Linked DNA regions of Mus musculus: region 2 is linked to region 1. The links are chromatin contacts, called in public Hi-C maps. All regions are on one chromosome and are shown on one strand. Each heading gives the region's core, a stretch centred on a gene start, on an enhancer-like site or on the middle of the called end of the contact. The rest is flanking DNA. Distances are from core to core; before and after follow the strand shown. Region 1 has its middle 8.6 kb from the start of Gm35248. Region 2 overlaps 2310043O21Rik (RIKEN cDNA 2310043O21 gene).

Region 1 (5,033 bases), core at 311-2,810:
ACAGACAGACAGACAGACAGACACACACACACACACACACACACACACACACACACACACACACACACGACTCTCACCTGAACCTCAGAACCAGTTTAAGGAGAAAGGGTTTGCTTTCCCAGTTTGACGCCCAGTTTGGAAGGAAGGTTCCGTGGTCTCTTAGCTGAATGTTTCTGAGTGCAGCTGGAGGAGGGGCACCGGTGGCAGGGCATGGTGAGGAGACTGTTCACTTCATGGTGGACAAGAAACAAATAGACAAGAGGTCTGGGGCAAGATACAACCAAGAGTACACCGTAAGTTACTTCTTCTGCCAGGTCCCACATTCTAAAGCTTCCAGAACCCCCCAAAGCAGCACCGTCGGCTGGGTGTCCACCCCCTAAGCACAGCACTTTGGGGGAAAACACTTCAGATATAAACTATAATGTCCCATCACTTCTCCTCAAAATATACCTGCCAAGCCAGGCATCGTGGCACAGGACAGCAACCCCACCCCTGAAGAAGCTGAGTTTAGAAGTTTGAGACCAGCATGGGCTATGTAAGAATGACCGGCCTCAAAGTTAAAACAAAACCAAATCTGCAACCTAAGAAACACAAACACAGGCACACACACTCACACACACATGCACACAGACACACACACACACTCACAGACAAACACACTCACATATGTATGTGCACACACACACATGCATGGATGTATATACTCTCTGAAACACACACATGTACACACTTGTGTGTGCATGCACATGAGCCTAGATGCACATGAATGCACACACACACACACACACACACACACACACGCCGCATACACTGTTCCCTCACACACTCACACAAACACACTCTCCTTATCTCCAGTTAGCATGGAAACAGGCATAACTGAGTATCGTCTCTTGGGACTGAGCCCTTTGGCTGGCTCTGTCAGGCAGGCGCTTTGCCACTTAAGTCGTGGTAATTTCTGTTTGTAAGTCACCCTAACAGGTCACCCGAAATCTCAGTGAAGCTGAGGGAATACCACAGTGTTCTCCTGTGGCTTACAAAAGTGCCAGCTGCTAGCCAAAGCTCCCCTACCCACCCACCCATGCCAACCTCCACACAGGCCTGCTTTTCCTCAGCATGGCAGCTGCATTTCCCAGACAGCTTGTTTATGAGAGACCTGGAAATCACAGGTCAACCTTCTGTTGGTTCCACAGCCTGGCTCTCTCATAAGTGTAGGAGACTGCATGAATACCTGGTGTAAAAATGACTACTGAATGGCTCCATCCCCATACCGAGACTATTTGGGACTTTTCGATCCATAGAGTGACACCAGATTGTTGGCCCTAACTGTAGGAGCCGTTTCTGTCTAGATAATTGATTTCAGCTGCAGCAGGGTATTGGCCACCATGGAATGTAGGTGGCCTCTTCAAGTCACTGGTCATTTCCTCTTTCCTCCTTCCTCTTTCCACTCCCTCCCTTCGTCCCCCTTTCTCCCTTCCTCTTTCCCTCCCTCTCTCCTCTCCTTCCCCTTCCCTTTCTCCTCCCTACGGGGTGAAAGCCAGAGCATTACATAATCTCAGCCGATACTGCCCTCCCTCTGCTATGCCCTCACCCCTTCCCATAGTTCCCTAGTCTAATTCTATCTTGGAAAACAGGTCAGATGAAACTCAGAGACGTAGAAACAAAGTCACGACATGGTTAAGTTGTTTGCTTGGGTTCATGATTACAGGTGGCAGAGAACTGATCTCAGCATCCAGGGCAATGACCCCAGAGGGCTCCTTTCACAAGGCCGCCCTGGTTTTCTTTGTCTATTGGCAATAAACTTGAAGTGCTTGCGGACATCTTTTAGGGAGGCCATGAACGCTATGGGTTGTCTTTTTTGAAATCGATACTCGAGGTTCTGATAATCTAATCAGATAAGTAAGAATGACTCTTCTCAAAGCCTACCACAGGTCATGGCTCCTTTTCATGATATTTCTGCTCTGTTTGACTGTCTTGTTTTGTTTCTGAGACAGATCTCGATGTGACCTTTCTGCCCCCACCTCCCTATGCAGAACTGCAGTCCCGTGTCCACAGCCTCAGCTTCGTTTTCTCTTTCTTTTTCTTTGCAGAATTTCACGCTGCTTTTCCCAAACACAGACTTTGACTCTGCTCCTGCCTAAGCTTAGAATTGAAAAGTAGATTCTTTCAGGAAAGTCAAAGTAAGGCAAAGCACCGCTTTATGTGTTGATGAGCCTTCTCCTTTCTGAGTTCCACTGCCAGCGGGGCAGCCAGGGCCACACTGGGTCACAGGTACCCCTGGGGAAAGCAGGGAGTTTCTAGCTCCCAGTAAGGAGCAGGGAAGGTTTAGAGCAACACACAGCCCTGTTCCACTCAACTCTTTCCGTGAGAATGAACCAAAGACGAGAGGGTTATGGCTTTGGTATTCTGTCACTTAAACCCATACTATTGGGGTAGACCCCGTACAGATGTGACTTAATAATTTCTTTGGGGGTAAAGATGCCTTTGTCCCTTGTACCAACCCACATTTCCATGGGATCGTGACCTAGGGTTTAGAGTGTAACTTTCTCCCACTTGTAGCTCTTTTGAGGAGCGTCTCTCGGCAGAGGTCATGAGTCCACTGGACTTGCTTGCAGAACTTACTGATTCTTGGGTCACTCTGAGCAGGGCAAAGGGGACTGGGTAGATCCATGAACTTGGTTGATGGACTGGCTGTGTCTGGAGTGTCTCTGTCTAGACTTGTGCTTTCTAATCAAGTGGCACACGCCTATGCCTTTCTGCTGCGTGTTTTTCTTACCATTAGACTGACCTCCTTACAGTGAGCTTTCTGTAACTGAGCACCCAAATAATTAGATCTAAGGCAGAACTCTGAGAACATTGGGGACCAGAGCTCTGTGAACATCCAATCCCGGGTGGATTTTCCTTGCAGAATAGATGGCCGCCCTTGGTGGGCATCCTACTGCATTCTCTGACACTTGTGTGTTCTCACACATGGACCCTGGAATAGCAACCACAAACACATAGTGGATTGTGCTCTTCAGGGGCTCTGGTGTACAAAATCTCCCTGGAGCTTGCTGCTGGCTGTAGGCATGAAATATAGCAGGCGTGTCTGTTAAGCCCCATTCTAAAAGGTGGGCACCATTTCCAGCAGTGAACGACATATCAGTGTAACCAGAACTGGAATGCACAGTGGGTGGTGCTTAATTCTGTGCATCAGTTGGTTGGGCTACAGAATGCCCGTCTGTGGTCTAATTCCCTGATGGGTCTCTAAAGGCAGAGCTGGATAAATTGAGTTAGCAGATTTACCTTCTCTAATGTGGGTCGGGGTCTCAATCAGCAGTCAGAGCATTTTTTCCCCTCGCCTCGGAACTCAAATTGAAGATGGGGTGGTGCATACAGCTCTATATCCCAGCACGCTGGAGGCTACAGAGTAAAGCCTCATACAATAAAACAAGAGACTGGGCTCCAGTCCAGCTGGCGGGGGGCTTGCTTACACAGGAAGTGGTTGTCAGACTTCTGCACTGAGCAACCCAGAGCATGGTGGTCCACAGCCGGGACCCCAGCACATGGGAAGGAGGTAGCGGCAGGACGACTGGAAGTTCACAGTCATGCTCACTACATTGCAAGTTCAAGTCCAACCTGGGCTACAAAAGATCCTTTCTCAAAATTAGCAAAGCAAGCCCCGTAAGTGGGTCGTGGCATTTGTACTAGAACTATGATTCTGGGATTCCAGCTTGCCAGCTGTAAGCTTATCTGTTCCTATAATCAATTCCTTATACTAAATAAACCTCTCTGAGCTCTGTGTGTGTGTTGATGTGTATAAAATGTTGTTTTATTAGTTAGATTTCCCCAGAGAATTCTAGGACACCAGGTCTCTCAAGCTGATCTCTTTCGCTGATACTTCCTCTGCTCTCTGGTGGAGATGCTCTGCTGTGAGTGAGTCAGCTCAAGGTCATGTCTTAGCCCAGGCTTCTCCACCAGGACTGGATTTAGGTACTAGGGCATTAGCAGCACTGCCACGGAAAGAAGCCTTCCCACTCATCTTCAGGAAGAGGCCTGCCCAAAATTCTCCGAGAGGGTCTTCATCGTTCTCGGCGCTTCCTGAGAGCAATGAGAAAGAGCAGAGGGACTACCAAGGTGACATTTCTAAGCAGTTCCAGGCAAGGAATTTGACTCTGCTGAAGGACCTGTGTGTGCCACCCCTTTCAAATCTTAACCCTGCCCTGTTTAAAACAGAAGAACAAAACAAAAAAACCAAAATACCCCAAAACAAAATAGATGTGCCATGACTGTTTTTGTTCTATGATGCTGGGCACATGTTAGACAAGTATTCCACCAATAAACTCTATCAGTCTTCTTTAAGTCTGGAACATGCAGCAAGAGGTCCCTTCCAGAACCAACAAGGAATCAAAGGGCAGGCTTCAGCATCCGGTGGCTGTATCCTGTATGTTATATAACATCCAGTTATTCCCCTCCTGAGGCTCCGCAGGCTCCCTTTCAGTTCAGCAACGTGACTGAGCCCTGCTATGTGTAAGACGCTAAGCGAGATGCTGAGGGCAAGACTCAGAGACTCCTGTCCTGGAAAAAAACAGAGGCATTAGGCAATTTCAGTAAAGGGAAATGATGGGCGGTGATAGTGGAAATGTCAAGGGAGAAGGTCAGGGAAATCATTCTCCACACATGAAGTAGCACAGCAGTAAGGCTCGCATCTTAGACACAGGGTACAGGGGAACTGGAGGGGAGGGGCTGGCAGAAGCCTAATGGTGCAGGATACTGGGGACCCTCAAGGAGCCCCAAGCAGCTAGCTACCTGCCACCTGTGACTACCAAGCACTTGAAATGTGGTTGGTCCCAAGTAGGATGTGCTATGAGCATGTAAGAGTGGGTTCCAAGGGTAACTTCAGAAGAGATGGACTAGGATTCTTAGCCATGATACTGACTCGGTGTGGAAATAGTTTGGGTATATCTTTTTGATGTATCTACTAGAAAATAACCTAAGATAGGGTTTCATTATGTAGTCCTCCTTACCTGGAACTTGATGCGTAAACCAGACTGAGC
Region 2 (5,164 bases), core at 208-2,707, 280 kb after region 1:
TCCCATCCTTGGAAGCCACATGGTGGAAGTAGAGATCTAAGAACGGATCCCACGGGCTGTCTGCTGGCATCACTGTCGCATGCACCTCACATGTTACCTATAAAACAAATAAAGTTTTAAAATAAAAATAACAAGTAGGATTTCAACACAATCTGGGTGTGGTGGCACATGCCAACACTTGGGAGGTGAAAGCCAGAGGATCAGGGGTCCAAAGTCATCTTTGGCTACACAGAGAGTTCAAGGTTAACGTGACATACACAAGAAGATGTCTCCCAGCAAAATAAAATAAAATAAAGAAACAAACAGAAAACCGAAGGCTGGGGATGTAGCTCGGGAGAAGGACACTTGTGTAGCACATGTTGATCCCTAGGTTTAATCCTTTGTACTGCAAACATCGAGCAACTATTAAAACAGAGCCCATGTTCCCAGCCTGGAGATAGCTCCACGGTTAAGAACACCTTGCAGAGGACCAAGTTCAGCTCCCAACACCATGTCTGGTGATTCAGAGCCATGAGTAACCCCAGCTCAAGGAAACTGGCCTCCATGGGTACTTATGCTCACATGAACATACCCTTCCCACACACAACTAAGCAAATGCATTTCTAACAACCTAGATAAATAAATACATAAATATTATCTATAGACATATATAATTTCAACACCATTTTGATGGGCACCTTGATAATGTGGTAGAGTTACTGCGTTACAATGTTCTTAGGAAAATAAACGATCAGTCTGTCACTTTATTGTTATTGAATCTCACTGTAGCCCAGGCTGGCCTCAAAACTCTCAATAATCATCCTGTCTTCATGTTGGGAGAGCTGGGATTACAGGCATGAGCCACCGCACCCAGCAACTACCAGGAAGAAGTCTGTTCATGGGGCTTTGGAACTGTGATAGGATTGACGTAAGTGTTCCGTCTAGAGTACAGGCGGGTACAGAACGAGCTTTCAGAAGTCAGAGCGGCTAAGCTGGATCCTGCCCCACCTTTATTAGCTGTGTGCCTCTGAGCAAGTTCCGCATCCTCTCTGTGGCTGTTCCTTGAACTAAATGGAGAGGGATAATAATAAATGGCTGATAGAAAACAGTGCACTTCTTGGTACTATTGTGTGTGTGTGTGTGTGTGTGTGTGTGTGTATGTGTCCCCAGTTCACAAATAGGTACTCTGAAAACACAAAGCTGTTGAGTCCTTAGTAAAAGAAAATGTAAGGTGAGTTTGATTCAGCTGAGACATAACAGCTTGAGAACCCCAAGCTGGGCTAATTCTGGAGACGGAAGCCCCAGGTCTGGATTTTTGAGTTGTAAGCTTGGCACACTTAGGAACTGCGGCTCTGGAACATTGGACACAGTAGGCTGGGAGTTGGATGGAGGAAGAGATTAAATAGAGCCAGAATAGTGAGTCTGACCTCACTTACTCTGACAGTGACCCTTTGTATGGACACAGTTGGGTGACGTACAAAGCTGGGGCGTTGTCAGCAGAGAGCCGGTTCAGATGAGGAGAGAAGGAAAAGGTAAGGCAAACGTGGTGGAGCCTGTTCAGCGCCTGCGCAGTCTTGGTCTCCCTCTCTGAGCCATGTGACCCTTGGGCTAGGTACAGCTGCAGCAGCAGCAGCAGCAGCAGCAGCAGCAGCCTCAGCAGCAGACAGCTAGCAAATAAACCCTCGAGCAATGGGTGCAGGATGGGGATGATGGCTCAGTGGGTTAAAGTGCTTGTTTCATAAGTGTGAGGACTTCAGATGCCCCGAACTCAAGGGCAGCTGGATTCGTGGCAGTCTGTAACCTCAGTGCCCCCGTGATGAGATAGGAAACAGAGACAGGAGAAATCTCAGAGGCTCTCGGGGCAGCTTCCCTGGCATGCACATCACTGAACAGTAAAAGATACCGACTCACACACAGACACAGACACAGACACACAGACACACAGACACAGACACAGACACAGACACAGACACACACACACACACACACACACTCTCTCTCTCTCTCTCTCTCTTTAAACAAATGAATGAAAAAGGAAGCTTTCAGTGTAAACAAAGTCTCAGAGGAAAGGCTGAAGAGCCAACTCAGCGGGGAGCTGTTCACACTTAACCTGAAGTGAGGAACTTGGAAACACCTTGGGAAGAACATGGAAGTGTCTTCCAGGCTAAGAGAACAACCATTGGGACCAAAAATGAGCATGTTTGTCCAAAGCTGGTAAAAATATCAAAGGATGGGAACATGAGCACACAAGAGTGACCCAGGATGTCCTCAAAAGTTAGATGGGAGTAAGGGGTAGGGGGATGAGGTGGCTCAGTGTATAAAGGTGCTTGCCACCAAGACTCATGTCATGTCCTGGTATGAACTCCCACAAGTTGTCCTCTGAGCTCTACAATTGACCAACTCTGTGTGTGTGTGCATGTGTGTGTACATGCACATGTGCGTTCGATGCTTCTGGAGTCTAGAAGAGCTTGATGAATCCCCTGGAGTTGGAGTTACAGTGGTTGTAAGCCACCTGACATGGGTGCTAGAAATGAAGTTCCAGTCCTCTGCAAGAACAGGGTACTCTCAGCCTCTGAACCATCTCTCCAGCTCCTGTCAAAGCCTTTCTTACTGGGATCAAGCTTATGGTAGGCCAGATTCCAGTTCTCATGGTGAGAACCAAAGCTTAGAAGGGAAGAGATTCGTGGCAGTGTGCAGCTGTAAACCCTGCACTTAGGAACTAGAGACCAGAAGGGGCCAACCTTGGCTACATACAGAGTGCAATCCTAGCCTGGGCTATCTGAGACTGTCTCAAATAACCAAAAACACCAGCAAAAACCAAGAAAGGAGCCAAGTGGTAGTGGCACACACCTTTAATCCCAGCACCTGGAAGGCAGAGGTAGGTGAGTCTGGTCTACAGAGTGAGCTCAGGACAGCCAAAGCTACACTGAGAAACTCTGCCTTGAAATGCCAAAAAAGAAAACAAAGAAAAAGAAAGAAGGAAAGAAGGAAGGAAGGAAAGAAAGAAAGAAAGACAGACAGACAGACAGACCAAGAAGGAAAGAAAAGGAAAAATCACCTTTTCCTCCCCCATGGCACTCAGAGCAACAGTCAGGTGCTCTGTCTTACCTGGAACTCTGAATCATGAGGGTGTACCTTAGAGAGGCAGCATCATTTAAAAGTGATTAGGATAACTGTTGTAGAGTCTGGAGTGCAAAGAGATGAGTGTTCACAAGCAGCAGAGTCCACATACAATGACCAACATCTGGATGGTGAAAGGGTGGGTCCCTTAGCAAGCCATTTTGGAGTTTGCTGCTGACGCCATCCTGAGCTTCCTTCCTAGCCTTCCTTCTTGTTCTCTGAGTTCCTGAGTCACCTATTAAGTAAATTCTTCTTCCATTGAAAAGTTTGCCACTGTTGTTTTCTGTGGTTTGAAAACAGCATCTTGACTAATACAGCAGGAACATGAGTCACAGTTTCAAAAGATACGTCTGTTAAGATAGGAGTGCTGGCCCGCAGGCTGAGCCATCTGAGGGCAGAGACTGGCTGAGCATCTGAGGCCAGCCTGGGCTAAATAGTGAAAGGGACCCTATCCGCCCATTGACATGTCTCTGTGTGCTGCCACAGGGATCCCCCAGTGACCACACTGGGTGGGGGCTCAGATCAGTGCCTCTTCAGGGCTCATCAGAGAAACTTTCTCTTACAGTGCTTAACACTGAGACCTACCATGTGCAGAGAGTGAGAGACTCTGGACCACCCAGTCCTCAGTGGGGCATTGTTATCAACCCCCACTTCTACCCCCTCCCCCCCAAGGCTCAGGGATCTATGTGGAAGAGGAGGCAGAAAGATTGTTGGAGCCAGAGGTGATGGAGGACCCCAAGGAAGCAGTGTCATTGGCACACAGCAGGGCTGATGCATATGTGCACTGACAGAGACTATGGTGGCATGCACAGGACCTGCACAGGTTCAAGCCTGACTGAGAGGAAGAGGTAGACATGAGCTCCCACCCCTAATTAAGAAGCTACTTACACTAGCTACTTGCTATCAAAGAAAAAGTAGTTTTCTCCGACGGAGTCTAACTGGATATACTAAGCATACTGCAGAGCAGGCCCCATGCCCAGGAGTAGCTGGCCAACACCAAAGTCTAGGATATTTTTGTTGTTGTTGTTTTTGCCTCTCTTTGGTTTATTTTTTGAAATTTTTTTGTCTTGTTCGTCTATTAATTGTTTATTTTCCATTTTGTGAGAATTTTAATATGTGGTTTCTGGGTTTTCTGTTTGTTTATGAGAAAGGGGGGAGAGAGAAATTGGGTGGGTAAGGAGGTAGAGAGGAGGAGAGGATCAGGGAGGAATTGGAAGAGGAGAAAATAGGATTGAAAGATACCGTATGAAAAAAATTTCAGTACAAGAAATGTTTAAAAGTCAAACCAAACCAAACAGAGCAAAGACATTACTGCTCTATAGAAACTAGAAGGCTAAGCGTGACATCTTCTCTAAAGGGAGAAGGGGGCTACATATCAGCCAAGAGCCAGCCAGAAGCAAAACATTATTGAGTATGCCAAAATAGAGTGACCTTAGGATAAAGAGTGGGCAGTCAGCAAACATCCCTGGCCTCAGGATGGCGAAGGAACTCTTCAGAACCCCAATCTGGAGCCTGGATAAGTTCCTAGAGCATCACCTCCTTCCGGACACCACATTTCTTCCTGAGGTCAGAGCAGACGTGGAGTTCATATGTGCTTTCCTGATGGAGAGATGCTTCCAAGGTGCTGCCCACCCTGTGAGGATCTCCGGGGTCGTGTAGGGTGGCTCCTAGGATGAACACACCATGCTCAAGGGTAAGTCAGATGTGCGGCAGTGGGCGCCGGGGCGGGGGGGGGGGGGGGGAGTGAGAGAAAACCCGTGTCCTGCCAGAGTTCCGGTGCCCTGGGTGGGCAGATGCGGGAGGACTGCTGCAGCTTTCCACGCGGCCCCAGGTGGGTGTGTGGCTATGTGAAGCCACTGACCCCATTCGGCAGGTGGTGGACAAGGGGCAGCTCTAGTTACCAGGTTCCCAGCCTCCAGCGTTCCACACTGGACACCACGGAGGAGCTGAGAACAGAATGCCCCCCCCCCCGGGGGCGGCTCATCAGCCCTGGGGGCTGAGGGGAGGGGAGGGCAGGAGAAGAGGGCGCTTGACGTTCCCACACAGGCGAGAGTGCTCCCACTCA

Evidence for each region. A called contact is a pair of places that touch in the nucleus more often than the background predicts.
Region 2: a Hi-C map of liver shows a contact between it and region 1, with 1.7 times the contacts expected there. The contact joins two enhancer-like sites. A contact is called at or near these places in 1 of 39 promoter capture datasets (liver), 2 of 484 Hi-C or Micro-C datasets (both in liver), 3 of 115 datasets of contacts at active chromatin or transcription factors (craniofacial prominence, extraembryonic endoderm stem cells and intestinal villus epithelium) and 3 of 9 other capture datasets (adipose tissue, embryonic stem cells and liver).

The regions. Positions count from the first base shown.
Region 1 is chr15:38,287,676-38,292,708 of GRCm38.p6, forward strand. It overlaps a transcript of Klf10 not described here. Among named protein-coding and RNA genes, the nearest start is that of Gm35248, 8.6 kb to the right of the region's middle. Within about 2 kb of position 1,561, at least 50 of the 459 cell types and tissues checked have an H3K27ac peak or open chromatin away from gene starts, as enhancers often do. A contact at or near this core is called in liver, where this site is marked.
Region 2 is chr15:38,569,419-38,574,582 of GRCm38.p6, forward strand. All of the region lies in intron 2 of 2310043O21Rik (RIKEN cDNA 2310043O21 gene), which reads right to left. Gm41309 (a long non-coding RNA gene) reads right to left here. Exons shown (of 3, transcript XR_875194.2): 3 at 1-97. It also overlaps the pseudogene Gm29697. Among named protein-coding and RNA genes, the nearest start is that of 2310043O21Rik, 23 kb to the right of the region's middle. Within about 2 kb of position 1,458, at least 34 of the 459 cell types and tissues checked have an H3K27ac peak or open chromatin away from gene starts, as enhancers often do. A contact at or near this core is called in liver, where this site is marked.